2 separate regions of the Ovis aries genome follow, and region 1 is linked to region 2. The links are chromatin contacts, called in public Hi-C maps. All regions are on one chromosome and are shown on one strand. Each heading gives the region's core, a stretch centred on a gene start, on an enhancer-like site or on the middle of the called end of the contact. The rest is flanking DNA. Distances are from core to core; before and after follow the strand shown. Region 1 holds the start of FAM107B (family with sequence similarity 107 member B). Region 2 overlaps FAM107B (family with sequence similarity 107 member B).

Region 1 (4,646 bases), core at 1,447-3,946, 35 kb before region 2:
GTCCAAGATCAAGGTGCTGGCAGAGTTGGTCTCTGCTGAAGCTCTTTCTGGCTTGCGGATGACTGTCTTCTGGCTGTGTTCTCTCATGGCCTCACACACACACACACACAAAGACAGAGACAGAGAGACCTCGGGTATCTCTTCCTTTTCTTAAAAGGTCACCAGTCTTACTGGATTAGGTCCCCACTCTCATGACCTCGTTTAACCTTCCTAAAGGCCCTATCTCCAGACATAGTCACATTAGGGTTTGGGTTTCAACATACGAATTTGGGGAAGACATAATTCAGTCCCTAACATTTCTTATATGCCAGACACTAGGTTAAGCAGGAGGCTATGTATATCTGTGAAGATATGTATATCTATCAAGTATAAACTCTGCTCAAGGAGGGCACATATTTATAATTCGTGCACTAATTATAAGATCATACTAGGTATGGGGGATGCAGAAAAAGTCCATTCAGTTTGAACAAGTTAGGAAGTCTTCTCAGAGGAACCTGGGTTTCAGAGAGGAGAGGAGCTCTTGGGGGTTGGGGTGGGGAGGTGTGCTAGGCAGAGGGGAGGCATGTAGAAAAGCCAGCAGGTGACTGATTCTTTCATGCAGTCCTCATAGTCACAAAATAGGGCCATTTAGCAAATATAGCACTCTGGCTGAGTGGAGCCATGGGTATGTGTTTGGAGGAAGTAGAAAGACCCCAGGAAGGTCATCAAGGTGACATCAAAAAATGTGTTGCTCTATGGGGTACTGTGTGAAGGAACTTGAACTGGGTCATGTAGTAGGAATTGGACATCCTTTAAAGGACTTTTTATTTTATTTATTTTTAATTGGAATGTAATTGTATTACGATATGTTTGTTTCTACAGTACATTGAGGTGAATCAGCTATGTGTGTGTGTGTATATATATATACATATACCCCCTCCCTCTTGAGCCTTGCTCCTGCCCTCCCCATCTCTCCCCTCTAGGTCATCACAGAGCACGGAGCTGAGCCCCCTGTGCTATATAGTAGCTTCCCACTAGCTAAGGGTTTTAAGAGCAGATTGGAACTTTGAAATTTCACTGGGGAAGCAATCTGGAGGAAAAGCATGTGTGAGATGGGAGGCTGGGGATATTGGGAGGCTACTGCTACAGGGTGATGACAGAGCCCAAAGGCCAGCTGTGGTAGAACCGGAGGGATGGGGGCAGGGAGAGCCATCAAGGCATCATGGAGAACTGAGTCCCATGTGGGCATGGGGAAAATCTAGGCCAGATCCCAGATTCTGGTTTCGTGACTGGTGGATCCATTGTCAAGAGCAGAGCCTACACAACCTAAGAACGGGAGAGAAGGAAGACTTGTGGGGAACAGAGTGGATAAAGTTCACACAGGTGAATTTTTGGGCTTGGAAGACACTGTCTCTCTAAATCCTGTGGCAAAAATAAAAAAACAAACAAACAAACAAAAAACAACAACAACAACAACAAAAAAAAATCCTGTGGCAGGTGATCCCCGCCCCCCCCCCCCCCACCCCGCTGCCAGCTGGCTTCAGAGCCTAGGGATGACCAAACTCTAAAGTGTTGTGACTTCAGAGCATCTTTGGAGGAAGTTATTGGTTCGTGTGCTCAGTTGCTAAATTATGTACGAGACTCTTTGCAACCCCATGGACTGTAGCCTGCCAGGCTCCTCTGTCCACGGGATTATCCCAACGAAGAATACTGGAGGGGGTTGCCATTTCCTTCTCCAGGAGATCTTCCCAACCCAGGGATGGAAGCGGAGTCTCCTGCACTGGCAGGTAAATTCTTTACCCCTGAGCCACCGGGGAAGTCCCAACTGGTTTACCAAAACCCATAATTGATATGACTTTTTTGTGTGATCATGACCCAAGCTGTTTTGGTCAGAAAGGTTTGCCCATAAATAAGTGCTTATTCATCTGCGGCCAAGAAAATTAAAATCTTTTGATCTAAAAGCCATTACCTGTTGTCTTTATTGTTTGTTACCCTGAAACAGATACCTCCCCCAACTTTTTATTTTTTTTAACCTGCTGTGATTCAGGTAGATTGTAATCTAAGAGTCTTAGGGTTGGTCAGAAAAGCAATTCGCTCTAAGAGAGCTGAGAAAAATGAAAACTTGAGAGGAAAAAAGAAAAGAGGCAAAACAAACCTTTTTCTCCTTTCCTATAAATTTAAATACCCTTTCATGAATGAGGAGGAGGAGTCTGAACAAATTACCCGGTCTCTGGATTTCAGGCCCTGGTTGGCCAGTAAATTTGTACAGTTACAAAACAAATCTGATTCCCTGTCCCTTTGAGTTTTCTCTGGAGACGTGTTGGCAGGACTTTAACGGGGAAGCTTGAATCCAGACAGCAGCAGCCAAACACTCCACAGTGCTTGTGCTTGCGGGGGTGGTGGTAGTGGTGGCGGGCTGTGTGTGTGTAATTTAATTTCCCATTTCCCTCATCTGGTGATACTCAGTTTTTTGTTCCAATACAGTATTCTCTCTCCTTCGAGAGTTCCCAAAGCGAACCAAACTAAAACCACAGAAGGAAAACCTCCGGAACCAAACCCGCTGACTTTTTCCCGGTATAGCCCTAGTGGGCCCCGGTCCGGAGCGCGGAGCTCCAGCCAGCGCGGCGGGGCGTGTCCGAGGGCGTGGCCTCGGCAACCTCGCCCCGCCCCCGCCCCGCCCCGCCGCTTAATTCGGAAGCTCCGGGCCGCGGGGTGTGAAAGAGCCGCCCAGCGCCGGACGGGTAGCAGCCGCCGTCAGAACCGCCGCCCGGGCCGCTCTCAGCTGTTGGGCCGCTGGGTGCCGCCGCGGCCGCCCGGAGCGAGCGCCGGGGAGGGAGCCGCGCGCCTTTGTGCGCGCGCCGAGGTGGGTTCGCCTCCAGCACTTACTTTGCACACAAAGACTGGGAGCTGAGGGGAGGCGGGGTGCCCGCCAGGGCTACGGCGCGGCCGCCCACCTTGCTCTGACCCCCGGCGCGAGGCTTTCCCGGGGTGGGAAGGGCCGCCAGGCTTCCCCTCCCGGCGGCTGGCGCTGGGGTGGGGGTCCTGGCGTGCGGGGGTTGGGGGGTTACGGTGCGCAGGGCGGTGGGCTTGCGGGGAGCCCCGGCCACCCCGCGCGGTGCAGGGGACAGGTCCGGGGTGCGGGGTCGGGGCGTGGCAGGGCCCGCGTGCGAGGAGTCCCCAGTGCCCGGGGGTGCAGGGGATACGGGGGGCGCCGCCAGGGAGGCGAGCCTGGGCGGCCGCTCCGCTCGGCTTATTGTTGCTTCCTCGGCCCTGAAAATGGAGAGACCCTGCTTGGAGGGATGCGCTGCCCACCGGCTGCGCCGCGCGCGGCCAGATGCCGAGCCCGGGGCGCCCGGCTCGCCCCTCGCAGCCCTGGCCGCCGCGGAGCCTCTGCCTGGACAAACAAAGGAGGGGCCGCGGGGGGTGAGGGGGGGTGTTGCGCCGCTGGTTGAAGGGTGATCGGGGCACTGTTTCCCAAACAGCCTGCAAGTAACTTTTCCATTTCTGTCTCCTCTCCGCTCCGCTCTTACTGCTCCAGTGAACCCAGTATGTTGGGTGGCGTCTGTACCCAAGGAGTCCTAAAATTTTGATTCTCATAACTCCTTCCCCGAGCATCTTCGGGTCCTCTCTGGAATAGCGTGGATGCCTCTGGCCAAGTTTTGACGAGCTTTATAGGGAATGGTAACAGTCAGTCCTTCTGAAATATGAAGAGGAATCCCATAGAGGATAAATGGCAGATCTTCTCTGTAGTAAGATACCATAGCCTGCCTTTTGCGGGAAGACTTGAGTCAGTGACAGTAGAGCAAAGTTCTTTGATGAGAATGAGTGTGATATTCAAGACGAATATAGAAAATTGGAATAAGGCCTGTTAGGCTTTATATTTTTAACTTGCCAACAGGTACTTAGTTTCTGTTCGGACCGTGTCCCCCTTTCATCACGTTGGAGATTTCAGCTGTACAAATTGCTTTAAGTTGAGATAGTATCTGAGGTGCATGTCTAGAGATTTCTTAATGCTAGTAGTTTCCAGTTTAAAGCTTTTAGGTGTAAAATTATATATGTTTATTAACAAATTGAAAAGAAACATAGGGAAAAAAGAGTCACTCGTACCCAACCACCCAGACATACCCTAGAATAAAGGCTTGTTTGCTTCATTTATGGCTTGGCAGCCCTGGTGTGAAGTGTGTGTGTGTGTGTGTGTGTGTGTGTGTGTGTGTAGATGAATGTGAATGAATGAAGGAGTTACTGATTATTAATCTTGACCACTGCCATTGGTCTAAAATATGATCTCTAATAACCTTAGTCTACAATAGTGTTTTGCCAACAAATTGTTTGAAATATATTTCCTTATAGCCTTGCAAATAACCACCTGTGCAGAAGGGGGAGGGAAGAAGTAGGAAAAAACAATGCAAGTTCCACTGAAATAGGAAAGAATGGACTGATGAAAGTGTTTAATGTACTCTGTTCCTTGGATTTCAGGAGTAGCTTTGGGTTGACTTTTTTAAAAAATAAAAGCAACCTTTCATTTTAAAAAATGTTAAAAAAATAAAATTGTGTTCTAAGATCCATGAAAAATTGTAACAGAAAAGAACTCGTTGTAGAATCAGGAATAGTTATGGTTTTGTAGCTGGTGACATGCTTGCTTCTAAAAGACCTTACATTGGGAAAGT
Region 2 (4,470 bases), core at 261-2,760:
CTAAGAAAAAGTGGCTGTATGTATATGTATAACTGATTTACTTAACCGTATAGCAGAAACTGACTTGACATTGTAAATCAACTCTAATACAATTTTTTAAAAAGTAGTATGTCAGTGGGAATGACTTTCGATCATATGATTGTATGACTTATGATTGTAAACTCATAATGTTATCAGTACTTAATTTAATTAAAATAATGAATGTATTAGGAAATCTACTTTTGTTAGATAATATTATTTAATCAGGTAGGTTGTTTCATAATTTTTTCCCTAAGGGTAAAAAGCCACTGTATCTCTTCAGATTGTTAAATAGCTATATATCAGCAGTGTCCTGTTTTCTGAACATTCATAAATTCAATGTATGTCCTTTAGATTTATGAGTGTATTTTTCCAAGTCAGCCTTATGGGTTGTATTCCCTTTTGGTTTGGCAAAATAGTGATTCCTTTCTTTAATATGCATTTGTCCATTTTTGGCTGTGTTGGGTCTTTGTTGCTGCATGGGCTTGTCGGTGCGGTAGCTTCTCTTGCTGCAGAGCCCAGGCTCTAGGGCTCATGGGCTTCAGTGTGTGGCACGTGGGCCCAGTAGTTGGAGCTCTTGGGCTCCAGAGCAGAAGCTCAGTAGTTGTGGTGCATGGGCTTAGTTGGCCCAAAGCCTGTGGGATCTTCCCGAATCAGGGATTGAACCTGTGTCCCCTGCATTGGTAGGCGGATTCCTTACCACTGAGCCACCAGGGAAACCCAAACTGGGGAATTCTTAATACTTGGAAAGTATATAATATAATTAGTGATAGGATGTATAGTGTAAAACAAAGAGCTAAATTGGCAAATACTGATCTATGCAGGCATTTACTGTCTACTGTTTCTATGAAAACTAATAGTTTAAGTCTAACATATATAGCTAGCTTGTTACACCTTGAGGGCACATGCACGGTTAATTTCTTTGTTTTTAAAACAGACTGGATTCAGTGATTGGGTGATGTTGTATTATTGACATGTCTTTGATCAACTTGGTGAAATTAACTTGTTTGATGTGCTTTGGTTCTGTTCATGGAACCAGCCCGTCAGTGCTTCTGTTTACCCACTTTTTGAGGAGTAAGGAAGTGGAGGAGGTAGCATTTGCCAACTAAGGTGGACAGGAAAGCAAGGGAGAAATGTAACCCCATTTTGAAAAGTTCTGTCGACACTCATTAACCACTCAGTCCCGGTACTTCCTGTTTCCAAAACTGTTTTAATGCCAGCCTACCCTCCACTATGAGATTGTTTATTGCCTTCAGCAGAATTCCTGGCATATTTGAGGCTCTGCCCCTCTAATTCCTGCCGGATCCCCAAGCCACAACTGGCTCAGTCGCTCTCCTGCCTTCATTCTGTCCCTGGTCAGGACCTCACAGGGTAAATACAATTTAACCCTCGTGATTGTTCTGGGGTGCTCCTGCCGTGCCTTCTGAGTCCAGCCTTTGTGCTGTCTGTCTGTCATTGTCTTGGCTCTGAATGAAGCCTGACAACTCAGCCCTGCCTAACAAACGTTAGACACTCACCTCCCTTCCTTTAGTAAACATACTCATGGTAGGTGTTGTGTACCCTTGCCTGCAGTGCTGGTGAAATATTTCCTAAGGTTAATAAAAGGTATTTGTAGGGGAGGTGTGTTTGAAGGGTGGAGCAGTGAGAGGGTAGGAGGAAAACAAAGATAAGGTTTCTATTGCTGAACAAAAGATAAGTTTCTGAGTTTGAATAGGTGAAGCCCACTCACCTGAGATATTTGGTGACCTGCGCAGGTAGCAGCTGAGATGCTGGGTCATGGGAGTGATGAGTCCTTATTAGCAGATGTTAATCTAAACAGCAACCCTGAGAAGGGAAGATAAGGAACCAGGCTCAGAAGGCAGCCCCCACACACGTCTTGAAATGAGTTGACTTATGTTTGAACTCTGGCCTTTCCATGACTAGTTGTGTGAATTTGGATAAGTGCCTTGGCCCAGGGATCCCCAACTGTCAGGATCTAATGCCTGATGATCTGAGATGGAGCTGATGTAATAATAATAGAAATAAAGTGCACAGTAAATGTAATGTCCCTGAATCATCCCAAAACCACTCCTGCCCCCTGTTTATGGAAAAATTGTCTTCCATGAAACTGGTTCCTGGAGCCAGAAAAGTGGAGGACTGCTGCCTCAGCCGCTCTGGCACTCAGAATCTACCTCCAGTGTTGTGAAAATGCACTATGTGGGGACATTTAGGACTGTTCAGCCCACATGCTAATATTTATTGAGTAATCATTTTAGGTATTTATATTGTTGAACCAAGGTCATCCAGCTAATACGTGGCAGAGTTGGCTTTGGGCTCCTCAGACTTTAAAGCTTAGCTCTTTCTCCTGTTTCATAACCACCACTACTGCTGCCACGTCTCTTTTTACCAGGAAGAAAAACAGATCAATTCTTAGTTGCCTCCCTTACCATTTTCTGGCCCGGTTCCCATGTGGTCGGTGTAGATGACCTTGGACAGTTGTGTTGCAGGTACCCAGGACTGGAGAACTTCCTCTTACTGTTTTTTTTTTTTATTTTTTAAAATAATTTTATTTAGTTATTTATTATTGGCTGTGCTAGGTCTCCATGCTATGTGCAGGCGCTCTCCAGTTGCAGTGAGTGGGGGCTACTCTCTAGTTGTGGTGTGCGGGCTTCTCATTGCGGTAGGTTCTCTTGCTGCAGAGCACTGCCTCAGTACTTGTGCACGGACTTAGTTGCTCCTCGGCATGTACGATCTTCCTGGATCAGGGATCGAACCTGTGTCTCCTTCCTTGGCAGGCAGATTCTTTACCACTGAGCCACCAGGGGAAGCCCCATCTTACTCATCGTTCACTCCAGTTAACTGTGGATTTTGTCCTGTTTCTTAAAAAATATGTAAATAGAATTGTTGTTTTGGTGTTAAGAAGCTGAGTTATACTGTAATTTTTAACAAATAGGCAAATGCCATAAAGTTGGTTTTAAATATTGCTGTACTATGGCTATCATTTTATTTGTGGATAGAGAAACTGTTGAACCTGCTTTTAAAAAACACTTTAGTAAGGGGAGAAAATACCGCCTTGGTGATCTCCATCCCCTATGTTCGTCATCATGGAGAAAAAGGCTTATCGCTGAACTATGAACAAACTTAATTCTCCAAGTAATCTCTAATTTGTATTCCTTTTCTCATTCACACATAGCTAGAAGGATTTGAGGTTATTCTTTAGCGATTGGAATAATGGTATTTTAAAGATTAGACAGAGGAGAAGATGATGGCTTCAGCATTAGTAATAGAAGCCCAAATAAGCTTTTAAAAGGTCGTGGTTCTTAAGTGTTTCCCATCTGGAGGGAATGGTAACAGTTGGCATACATGCTGTCTTCCAGTTTACATTTCTGTTGGAAATTTTCAGGTGTCTTCCCTAGTACCCTGAGTGCTGGCAGCAGCTGGTGGCAAAGTTAAGTAAATGAATTAGGATAAGATTTTCCAAGCTGCATCCATTAGTGGATCACAGAATCAATTTAGTGGGTCACAAGAAGCATTACCTGGAGTAGGAAATGGCAACCCACTCCAGTATTCCTGCCTGGAGAATTCCATGGACAGAGGAGCCTGGAAGGCAACAGTTCATGGGACTGCAGAGAGTCAGACCCAACTGAGCCACTAAGCAAGAAGCATTACCCCCTGCTACCTCCCCCCCCCCCAAATAGTGAAAATTATCAGAGTGTATATAGGCTGGTATTGCTTCTGGAAACTTCTACTTCAGTTTGTTTTAGTGTGGGCTTGTTATTGGGTCCCTGTGTATAAAGACAATTACAGACAGGAAAAAAAAAAAAAGTTTGGAAGGCACTGATCTGAGGTGTTTTTGAAAGTTTATCAGCTTGAGAGCAAGTCTAAATGTTGCATGGAAGGGAAGTTCTTTAGCTGAGTCCTTGACATTGGTTTTTGTATAGGGTTCACAGAATGAAATTTAGAAACACAGTGTGGTAACTCAGAGATTTTTTTTCCCCCAAAGCTAACATATATTTTATAAATAGAAAGTAAGGTTTATGATTTTAACGCCAGTGGTTCATGGATGAAATTACCAAATAAAGTTGATAGTGCCTTCCTAATTATCGTATCACATGTACCGTTGTGTTTGTAGATTTTGTACTATAGACTGAATTTAAAATTTTTAAATTTGATTCTTAAATACTTGGGTTCATACTTAGTTTGGCATTTGTAAGATTATAAACTAAAGGGTAGTGATTTTTGTTCCTTGAATTACCTTGAAAACTTTTTAAATGAAACATTTTTCATGGCCTTTGGCTATATTTTGCTTTTGAATATTTCATTTAAGTAGGTAAAACTATCCTGTCTTAATTAAGCTTTTTAGATTCTTTGTTTTATTTTTTTTTTAAGGCATCAGGGAAGTAGTTAGCTATCATGATACAACTGTAGTTTCTTGTTAAATTATTTTATAGCTGTTCTTCTGGAAGCTGTGAA

Evidence for each region. Hi-C and Micro-C count contacts between places; a contact is called where the count stands out from the background.
Region 1: a contact with region 2 is called in a Hi-C map of liver, with 2.2 times the contacts expected there. The contact joins the promoter of FAM107B here to the enhancer-like site in region 2. A contact is called at or near these places in 6 of 16 Hi-C or Micro-C datasets (blood, liver, mixed tissues and 1 more).

Annotation. Positions count from the first base shown.
Region 1 is chr13:28,636,847-28,641,492 of ARS-UI_Ramb_v3.0, reverse strand. It overlaps FAM107B (family with sequence similarity 107 member B), which reads left to right and starts at 2,696. Exons shown (of 5, transcript XM_042230569.1): 1 at 2,696-2,842.
Region 2 is chr13:28,600,676-28,605,145 of ARS-UI_Ramb_v3.0, reverse strand. The region is part of intron 1 of FAM107B (family with sequence similarity 107 member B); the gene reads left to right. Among named protein-coding and RNA genes, the nearest start is that of FAM107B, 36 kb to the left of the region's middle. Within about 2 kb of position 1,510, at least 18 of the 54 cell types and tissues checked have an H3K27ac peak or open chromatin away from gene starts, as enhancers often do. A contact at or near this core is called in liver, where this site is marked.